Regions from separate parts of the Choristoneura fumiferana genome. Here region 1 is linked to region 2. The links are chromatin contacts, called in public Hi-C maps. All regions are on one chromosome and are shown on one strand. Each heading gives the region's core, a stretch centred on a gene start, on an enhancer-like site or on the middle of the called end of the contact. The rest is flanking DNA. Distances are from core to core; before and after follow the strand shown. Region 1 holds the start of LOC141426175. Region 2 holds the start of LOC141445712 (GTPase-activating protein skywalker-like).

Evidence for each region. Hi-C and Micro-C count contacts between places; a contact is called where the count stands out from the background.
Region 1: a Hi-C map of whole pupa shows a contact between it and region 2, with 3 times the contacts expected there. The contact joins the promoter of LOC141426175 here to the promoter of LOC141445712 in region 2. A contact is called at or near these places in 2 of 2 Hi-C or Micro-C datasets (both in whole pupa).

Annotation. Positions count from the first base shown.
Region 1 is chr3:4,147,359-4,152,473 of NRCan_CFum_1, forward strand. It overlaps LOC141426175, which reads right to left and starts at 2,153. Exons shown (of 1, transcript XM_074085031.1): 1 at 709-2,153. The coding sequence starts at 2,016. The coding sequence ends at 727. It overlaps La (La autoantigen-like), which reads right to left. Exons shown (of 6, transcript XM_074085267.1): 5 at 5,026-5,115; 6 at 4,022-4,633. The coding sequence ends at 4,296.
Region 2 is chr3:4,006,090-4,011,035 of NRCan_CFum_1, forward strand. It overlaps LOC141445712 (GTPase-activating protein skywalker-like), which reads left to right and starts at 2,592. Exons shown (of 3, transcript XM_074111602.1): 1 at 2,592-3,115; 2 at 3,413-3,652. The coding sequence starts at 3,541.

The DNA.
Region 1 (5,115 bases), core at 903-3,402, 140 kb after region 2:
GTATATTTATATAATCTATAATCTCCGAAACGGCTCCAACAATTTCAATGAAATTTGGTATGTAGGGGTTTTCGGGGATGACAAATCGATCTAGCTTGGTCTTATCTCTGGGAAAACGCTTATTATCGAGTTTTAGCCCGAGCAAAGGCGAGCAAAGCTCGGTCACCCAGGTACTCATTGTTAAAAAGATTAGAAACCCCTGATATACAAACAAACTTTACCTATTTATAAACAGAGTGAAAAAGATAAACAAATTCCAACAGAAAAAAGGTTCTTGACAGACGGACAGACGGAGAACAAATTTATCCTATAAAGGTTTTCCTTTCAAGGTATGGAAACCTAAAAATGGCCTAAAAATTAAAATATCAAATTTTATTCCTGCAAAGCTAGTATCATGTCAATAGAATGTGTGCCAAATCAAACAAAGAAATTTTTAACAAGCAATATCGAAAAATAGCTAATAATTACGATGATACTTGCTACTACAGTTTTTTGGGGCCCAAAAGTGAACTAGCTGTGCCATCTTCTGGTTAAATGAGATTTTCCGACTATCAAAATATTAAGCAAAGCTCAGTAGTGATTAAATATGGTTAAAAAAATAACTTTCCAAGAAACAATAATTATACAGCTGTGTACAGGTTGCTCTTAAGATTAAATACCTCTATCAACTGGGTCAGTTGACACAATCCAAATATAAAGAAAAGAAAATATTTGATCAAATGTTTATTACGAGTCTACATTTTCCTTTAACCTAGTCCTAAAATTGGCAGTCCTTTTACTAACTTCAGTTTGGATTTCCTTGTCTTTAACAGAATTAACAATCTTCTCACATTCCTCTCCAAGCTCATCTAGAATTTTTTCCAAAGCTTCTTCTGAACAAGTTCTCATATAAACACACATAAGGGTGGCCAATGGATTGACCATTTTTTTTGTGTATTCAGTCAATTCTTCTCTGTCATCCTCTTCAAAATTATTCCCATTTTTGTTATTTTTCATAATCAAGCTTACAGCTCTCCACATTTTCTGGCACGCTTTGAAATATTTATCAGATTCACAAGTTATTTTCAATACATTAACTATCGTAATGCTAGAGTCCAGTATATCGATTACATCCGAGTCAATCTCTTTTTGGTTAATTAATTTCTTCTCATAATAGCATAAAGCTTGGCTGATCATGGTTGTGACACAGTCGTTAGTCTCACTGTAGATTTCCTGAGACTTATCAAACCCCACTAAATTTAGAATGATTTGAAACGTAATGACAAGCACCCTCTCTAGCTCATCCTGTTCGCAGGAGTCCCTTTTATTAACAATTATCTCCGTGAAGCCCGCTGCAAGTGATTCCATTGCTTCTTTCTTTAAAAAATGTGTAAAGAACACTGTCCTTGTTTTCTCTGTGTTGCAATATGAACATAGTGTGTTAAAATTCTCTAAAGCAGTCACCAATAACTCTTTGTTTGAAGAATTCTTCAAGATAAAGTATAAAGTGCTGGCATAGTCAATCTTTGGAAACAGATTCATCCAAATTGCAACATCTTTGTCGTGGGCGAGAAACAAATTTGAATTTATTAGACGCAAAACCTGAATGAGTACAAGACTGTCATCTGCCTTCATGTAGCCCAGAAGGAGGTTTAAAAAGTTGTCCATCTTCATAAGAGTGGCTACGACATCTTTATGACAAGATAAGTTGCCGATGATACCGACAATAATCTCAATAATGCGCGGCGTTTCTATAACCGGCAACGCGAAGTAAAAGAGGTTTAAAATTTCATGTTTTTGTAGAAATAAAACTACATCTCTCTCCGCAGTCATATCCCAAAGCGTGCACAAGTCATCTTCAAAGGATTTTTCCTTAATTTCGTCCTTTAATGTGTCTAAATTAGCTAATTTAAGCAGGATTTTCAAAACAAACCGCTCGCTATAAGCAGTGTCGCCAATCACATCTCCAGACACTGGAGCTTCACTGGCTGTGTCTGCTTTGTTTTCCTCCTCTTTAGAGGTTTCTTCTGGCTTCATTTTGATCGGTTTCACTTACGTAAACGCATTAATTCATACGTTTGTTTGGGTTTCTTTTGTTCACAGCCAAGAGAGAGACGGGGAAAAACGACGCCACACCATCTGTCAAATTGACATGACGACACGACATGAGAAGCGTGCGTTCACTTTTAAGCCATGTATTTTTTCGAAGTGATCACAATATCATTTATGGTTCCACGATGAAGTTTGGCTTGATGTGGGCTTGATTATTCATTTGTGACTATCAGAGCAGAGCGTTTTCACATTATCCGACCCGATATCGGTATTGGACGACAATACGTTATCGGGGCAAGTAAAATGTATGAAATTTGTACCTGTCTTTCACATTGTCCGGCCCGATATCCGATATCGGAGCCGACACCGATATGTTGACGGCACCATCGGACGCCTGTGGGCTGTCGGATGATAAAGTTTGTATGTGCTATGCGTGTATCTAAATTGTTTCTGTGTGCGCAAAGCCCGATGCGTGGCGGCCATTTTGAGCCGGCCGTATCGGAACGATTTTGTCGGAAATTATGTGAAAGCAGCATTGCTGTCGGCTATCGGATGTCGTCTATCGTCGTCCCATACCGATATCGGATCGGATAATGTGAAAACGCTCTTAACTTAAATGTTGAATAATAGCGTGTCGGTTGGTGACACTCATTGTCTTGTGCGGCCATAGACTTTTTCTTAATAATTTTCGTAACAAAACGGACACATCCATACAATATTTTGGGGACAAATCTGGAGACCCTGCAGGGCTACTACGAAACTCGAAACTCGAAGTTCGTGTCGTGTGGTCCCTCTGACACTTATACTATTTAATACGAGAGCGAGAGAGACGGAAGGACACGAACTTCGAGTTTCGTAGTAGCCCTGCTGCTTTTCCAGCTCGGAATCATGAACTCTCTACCTCCCAAATTTCGTTAATATAGAAATTTCGGTAGATAGAAATGCCCAAATGCACGGGCATTACGGGCACGGGGAGTCTAGAACTAAAGTGTAATGTACAGAATAAAGTTGTCTGAGCAAAAACACTTAACAAGCTTTAATCAAACGTCCTCGTTTCACTGAAAGAGAAACTTTCCACACTATGAGGGCCCAGCCTACTAATTTTTTCATGAACATGACGCATAAAACTAATATCAACTTCTGGTACACAGCATCATGCTATGGCATTTACATTACAAGCATGTGTATTCTGGGTCTGGGGCTTACTCTGGCTACTTTTACCATCCTTCTTTAGTATCTTTTCTCTACTTACTCTTTGTACAAGTATAACATATTTATGAATGGAAATAAAAACGTTTGAGAAATTTAATTTATAGTTCTAGCGGGTGCGTGATAATGATAAATGAATTTTGCGCAGACGAAATTGCGGAAAACAGATGATAATCTTATGAAGTACCTAACCCAAAACTATGTATTTTTCCGGGATTAAAAACCACCTTCTGTCCTTTCCAGTCTCATACTTTCCTCTTTACCAAATTTCATCAAAATGGGTTCAGCGCTTAAGCATTAAAAGGTAACAGACGAACAGTTAGTTTCACGTTTATTATATTAGTGCGATTTATAAAATGAATGATAGAAGACGACAAGAATTCCGCCAATTTGTGACTCCATCCAGCAGCGTGTAAGGTCTCAAGACGGTCTATGATCTGCTCAGCGACTGTCACCCTAATGTGAAAGGGGTCTTAAGCTTTGGTTTCCTATTCCTAGGATCAGCGGTGCCGTCAAATAGCGGCCGTAGTTCATACTGCTCCTCCTCCTCCTCCTAACACCGCTCTCTAGGAAACCGCGCCATTTTGTTCACATAGACAACGTTCTAGTGACGTCATTCACCGCTTATTACGGTCGCTATAATGACGGCACAGCTTATCCTAGGAAACCAAAGCTTTAATACCGGACTGGACAGTGGACGGCTGAGTAAGAAATGAAGCTGAATACAGATTTACTAAAAAAAAACTTAAAAACTTATCTTAATAGTAAATAAAAAAGGAACTTTGATAAAAGATTTATTTAGTACCTGTACGTTAAAAATAAAGAGAAACTCAGTTTCACTTTAGGATATCTTAAAATATCTAAGTTACACTTCAATAACAAAAACGTATTTGCATGTTTCAACATTCATTGTTTACACTATTCATAACTTTTAATAGACCTCAACAAAATATGAAATCTAGCTGATTAATAACAGTTTTGAGATCTCTAACGTATGAATAAACTTGAAGATGTGCTTAATCAATTTACAAGGAATCGGATCACAACTTCTGCGCCTAGCTGTCAGCCTTGATTTTGGTTGCCGGGGCTTCCTCATGGTTCCCTTGCTTGCGTTTCTTTCCATGCTGGTGTTTTCCCTTGTAATTCTTGCCTTGTCTGTTATGCCTGTTATTTTTCTGATTCTTACGCCGCTTGGTTATTTCTTCGATAGTCTTGTCTAGATAAGCTTTTTCTTCATCCCCCTCAAGCAGTTTAATGGTGACCTCTGTTTCGCCGATGGTGAGTTTGCCGTCGGGGATCTTTTCAATAGCCTCCTTGGCAGCGTTTTCTTTGGATAAACGCACCCAGCCTTGGCTATCGCCGGCGTTGAAGTCTACATAGGCGATTTCGCATTCTGAAAAACATTACATCAGTTATTACTAGTATGGCAAAGTTGTATTAATTTATCATTTTCACACATACTCGTAACTACCAGTGTTGGAAGAAATCAAGAAAAACTCAAAACCATAAACATGAATTTACTGAAGTTCGTTTTAATTATCCAAATTTCCTAAAGCGAAGGTAAAAAAATACTTAGTTTCTAACCATATTAAATGAAATAAAACCAGATAACTCAAACCTTAAATCGAGTTTGAGTTTGACATGTTTTGGGCTAATTTGTAGCCCTTCTTCTGCAACACGTGCACTAACGACTGAGTTTTATTTCATTTAATATGAGTCAGTCTCACGGTAGTTTCATGTTCATAGTTTCTAACCCTTCAAATTCTGATTCGGTTACACACTCACCAAGTTTTTCAAGTCCTTCTTTGATGTCCTCTCGCTTAAACTTTTCATTGCTCTGGGTGAAATATAGCACCGTGCCAGTTGGCAGTTGGA
Region 2 (4,946 bases), core at 1,342-3,841:
TAATGAAGGTATGCTTTAGACACGTATCAGATCATAAAACTGAGTTAAGTTGGCACATCCACACTCATGCCCAATTATATTTTTTGGTATTTTACATGGCTATAAAACGCTGTCAGAATTTCAGAAATGTTATACCTTAATGTAATAAAAACACTGAGAAAGTTTAGTGCACGCTTATTAATATTTTGTATTAATCTATTAAGTACATTTCCAATTACCTCAATCCTGTTTGTCAAATATTAAAATGTATGTTGAAAGCTAGACGTCATTTCCAATTTTATATGCTTTGGAATCAAATGTCTAATCTTAAATTACTATTGTCTTTAAATAAAACACAACACCTCTGAGTTTTACCAAATTTATGTGAGAAATTATATTTGAAATTTACCATTAGCTACGGTGAAGGAAAACATAACATAATATAATAATCACAGGCCGTAATGCCTAACGTTTCTGACGCTCGTGATCGCAATCAAATGACAGATTTCGCATGCAAAAACTGTCATTTGATTGCGATCGCGAGTGTCAGAAACGTTAGGCAATACGGCCTCATAGTCAAAGTCAAAATATATTTTTTCAATTTAGGCTTAAACAAGCACTTATGCCCAAGTTCTCATCTCGCAGTGGAACAAATATAGGCTGAGATAAAATTGCCTTTTTTTACTTTAAAGTGGTGTACAAATTTTCTACTACAATAGTATATTTTTTCTAGCTCATCTTTCTTGTGTTTCGTAATGTTGCTATATTTGTATTTTCTATAAACAATCATTCATTACGCTGCAAACGAAATTAACGAAACAAGCAAATTAATGATAAAGTAATTTCGTGATACAAGTATTTTGTAAAAATTAAAAAAAAAACACCTCACTCATTTGGTAATAGCTTTAATTGCTCTCATTAGTAGATTTTAAATTGGTCTTTTTCTGCTTTATCCTTGTCGCTCGTACTAATTCCAAATATATCTGTCCTGTTGTCATGAAAAATGTGGTCGCATGTTGCCAGATTTCAGGAAAGAAAGTTGTGACTAAGCTTCTATTATGTTTGCAATTTGTTTATAAATTTATTCGAAATTTCTCGGAATATATGTAATTCAATAAAAATCTATGCAAAAATACTATCACCGGTTACAGTTAACGCATTATAACTTTGTGTTTCAATTTCAATGTAGTAAGTAAGTAAATGAATCTTGTCATTTACCGCGTACAAAGACTATTAATTCCACCAGACGGTGGAATGCATGATTAGATCTTCACCTATAAAAGAGTACCTAACGTGACTGACTGACTGACAGATAGACAATGCATAGCCTAAACTACTAGAGCTAAGAGGTTTTACTTTTAGTAGATAGATTAGATTAGATAGGCTAGATGTTAGGGTCATCGAGATGCACTAAGATTTATTTATTGAAAAATATTTATGCGCTTACTTTTATTTCAAAGTAGGTCTGGCCTGGCTTGACACCCACTCACTTTGCCGGTTTTAATTTTGTTTATGTGTGTCTTAGGATATTTGGTTCGTGGTATCAAATTCGCTAGTACGTATAATTGGTAATTTCCTTCTCCTAGCAGTGTGTAAGGAATCATCACCATTCGTTAAAGAAAGTAATGCACTTTATCCAGTCATCAATGTAATAAGTCTAATAATTAACGTCGAATCTATTTTTTTAATTTATTTTGTAAATTTTTATAAAAAATAATATAAATTTCGCAATAACATGTCTAATTTTTCATTTGTTAGTTTTGATGTAATTTATTTATTGTTGTATAAAATCCTTAGTTCTTTTTTTTGTATGTTCTTTACTTCTTTTATGTCTGTGTATCTTTTCTTTTGTCTAAATTGAATTTTACACATTGGTGTTTAACTGTAATGCTGTATTTTTTATCATAGGGCTTCATTGACCAATTATAAATACCTTTTTATTTAACAATAGAAGTAGGTTTAAAAACAGGGACTAAGTATAAAATTAACATAACTTAAAATAGCTAAACAAAAATTAAACCTAAAAATTACTATTTCAATTTCGACCCTTAGGTGCCCATCATTTTTTTACAAGCTTTTATTTAGTTTCACCTGTCCCGTTGTCTGTCTGTAATCAAATCTTGCAAGTTAAATTTGACCAACTTCCATTAGTCAGATTGACTTGAAATTTGGAAAACTTATATGTACGTGTGACAATAAATTAATCTAGTAGTGACATCCTGGTAGTCTAGCCAGGATCGTCTCCGCAGGACGGAACTCTTCAACGGTTAATAGCATCGACTTAACATTAAATTAGTTTGAATGACAATGCAAGTACAGTCAACAAAAAGTACAGTCACCAAAAAAAAGGTTGTATTAATTGAAATTTTATTTTCGTTTTATTTATTTAAGTAGATTGACAATCAATTCTTAGTGATACCTTAATTGTATCCGTTTCTCTCATACATTCTGTACCCAAATGACAAATACTTTTTGTGATTTTATTCTCATAGGAACTAAATAAGTTTTTTTTTTTCAATCACCGACATGGTACTATCTTTAGCCTGTTTGTCTGTAGGCACAAAAGCGCATTTGACCGAGCGGCCCTCGTCAATAGTTAGTCTATGACATTTCGACGAACGAACGACGACCGCGAGGCGAAGGAAGGCGAAAGCGTACGGTACTACCAAGTACTACGGTACGAGACGCAACTAACTCCCGTTCTTACAAATCGCGGACGTGTGATTTAACATCCACGGCTACTTTATTTTCCGCAAAAATCGAACTCGAACAACCTGCACGTATCAAATGCACTAAATAAAATCTAATAATAATAGCATCGCACGACTTTCATCCGACACTTAGTGGATTAGGAAAAGGGTTTTAAAATTAGCCAGTATTTATCAGTGAAATTGATCTAATTTTAATAATGTACCCGTGCGTATGGTCAGTTATTGATACCGAGTGATGCTCAGTGTGGTTCGTTTAAGTGACAAAGCAGAAGCGTCGGCTCCCGCTCGTCTCGCCTATTATCCTATTCGAGATTACGTCGCTCCGGGAGCTGCGCTGTTCGGGTTCGTTTAGTCGTCGCGGGGCTCCAAAGCAGTAAATACGGAGCCGCTAGTACTGCACCGCATCATTTACCGCCAGGATTGCGGTGAGTAACTAAATTAAAACGCCTTTCACAAGTAAAAGTCCGGGGATGGGCGTTTGAGCGGCTGACATTGAGTCGATCAGCTGCCTAATCTTAAAATAGCAATAAAATGTCAAGTCTGTTCTGGCAACGGCTGGGATCAGCTGATCCAAACAAGCTTTAATTATAATCAATTAGGTAACAGTAACTGATTTGGTTGGATTTTGAGCTCTTATCTTGGTTGTAATCGGATTTAAATCGCGCGTGATAGCTCAGTCTGTGGCTTGCTTGCTTGTACTGAGCCCGTGTTGTTTCTTTCAGATTTGAAGATGGTGCAACAGGATTTGACCTAGGTGCTTGGTCGGGATGGCTCGGGTGGGCTCACGGGTGTGAGTCCGGTGGAAGCCAGGACCGGTGTTGTGTTGTGCAGTGTTGTGACGGTGGACGGGATGCCCTCAGCTATGTTGTCGGCAGTGCTTGAAGAGGAGGCCGACCTGTACGAGGCGTTCCCGCCTCATGTTGATCCCACCGGTATCACCATACTCACTGACAGCCCACCAGGTAATTATTTCTTATTTAATTTAACTGTTTTTATTGCGCATGTTGAACTGCAGCTTATGAAAAATTTCTTAGATTAGGAAAAAATGTCTAGATCATGTAAATTTGTATAATGGAGGTCTGTGTGAATATGATCTTAAGTAAGCCTTTTTCGGACGATGCAGTGTTGATTTATAAATTCATTGGACATGCTCTTGTACACAGACTCCGTCTCTGGGCAGGGTAGAGTTTAATGTGGTTCTCTGTGGCTTCCCATGAGACTGACATAGTCACATTTGCATAGTAAGCCTTGTTAAAATAATAGATATAAAAAAAATGATGTAAAAATGGCTTTTGATAAATCTTTGTTTATTTCTGTTTTTCCGGGGCCCATTTAAACTATCATAAATATCACAAAGAGTACAGCATTGTAATGAAATTTAAATTTATGACAAAGCTTGTGCAAAAAAATATTTATTTTGTATGCATTCTAAATTCTTTGCTAAAGAAAAAACGGTATACTGTTTTTTAATTCTTAGGCCATAGGAAGTACTTGCTACAGAGTTGCTATACATCCTTTCTCCATTCTATGTAAGTATGTATAAAGTTACAACATTGATTAATGGTGATTCAATATCAAACTACATAGTTTAATTAGGTATAAATTCATTAAAAAAACCTTAAAAATGATTACATAACTATATTGTTTTGTTACTGCATTTGCAGATTTTACAAGCTACTTTGAAACTACCTGACCTTCACATTAGAAATTTAGAATGTATGTCTAATAGTTGCAAAGTAAAATCTAATCGGACAAAAAATATCTCTTACGTCCTGTGAAATAGGTGTCCTGTGAATTTGTACATAATTATATTTACTTCTACAGAAGATTAAACATTTAAAAATTAATTAATAATTTTTGTACACAAATGGCAAAAGCAGTTCATTTCATTTTCGTGTTCATACATCTTTTATCAGTTTAAATATTAGGTAGCTACCTAATATCTATTGTAGTAGAAAAATATATTACAGCTCAACATATTTTATTCAGTAAATTTTAATCATAGTACAGTCACATTAATATCTGCCACAGAGGAATGTGCAAACATATCTGACACGTCCTTCCGGTCCTAGAAATAGAGTTGTATCAGATATTGGTGCTGGTGACTGTACCTGTCTCTTTTATTTTATTACTGTAAAGCCCCCTTCACATGCTTGCCAAGAATTGCCAATAAATAACTATCTTATTCTAACAAACACCACATTCTAGAATACAAAACTTTTTGAACACCTATGTGTTATTTGCGTGTACCCTTTT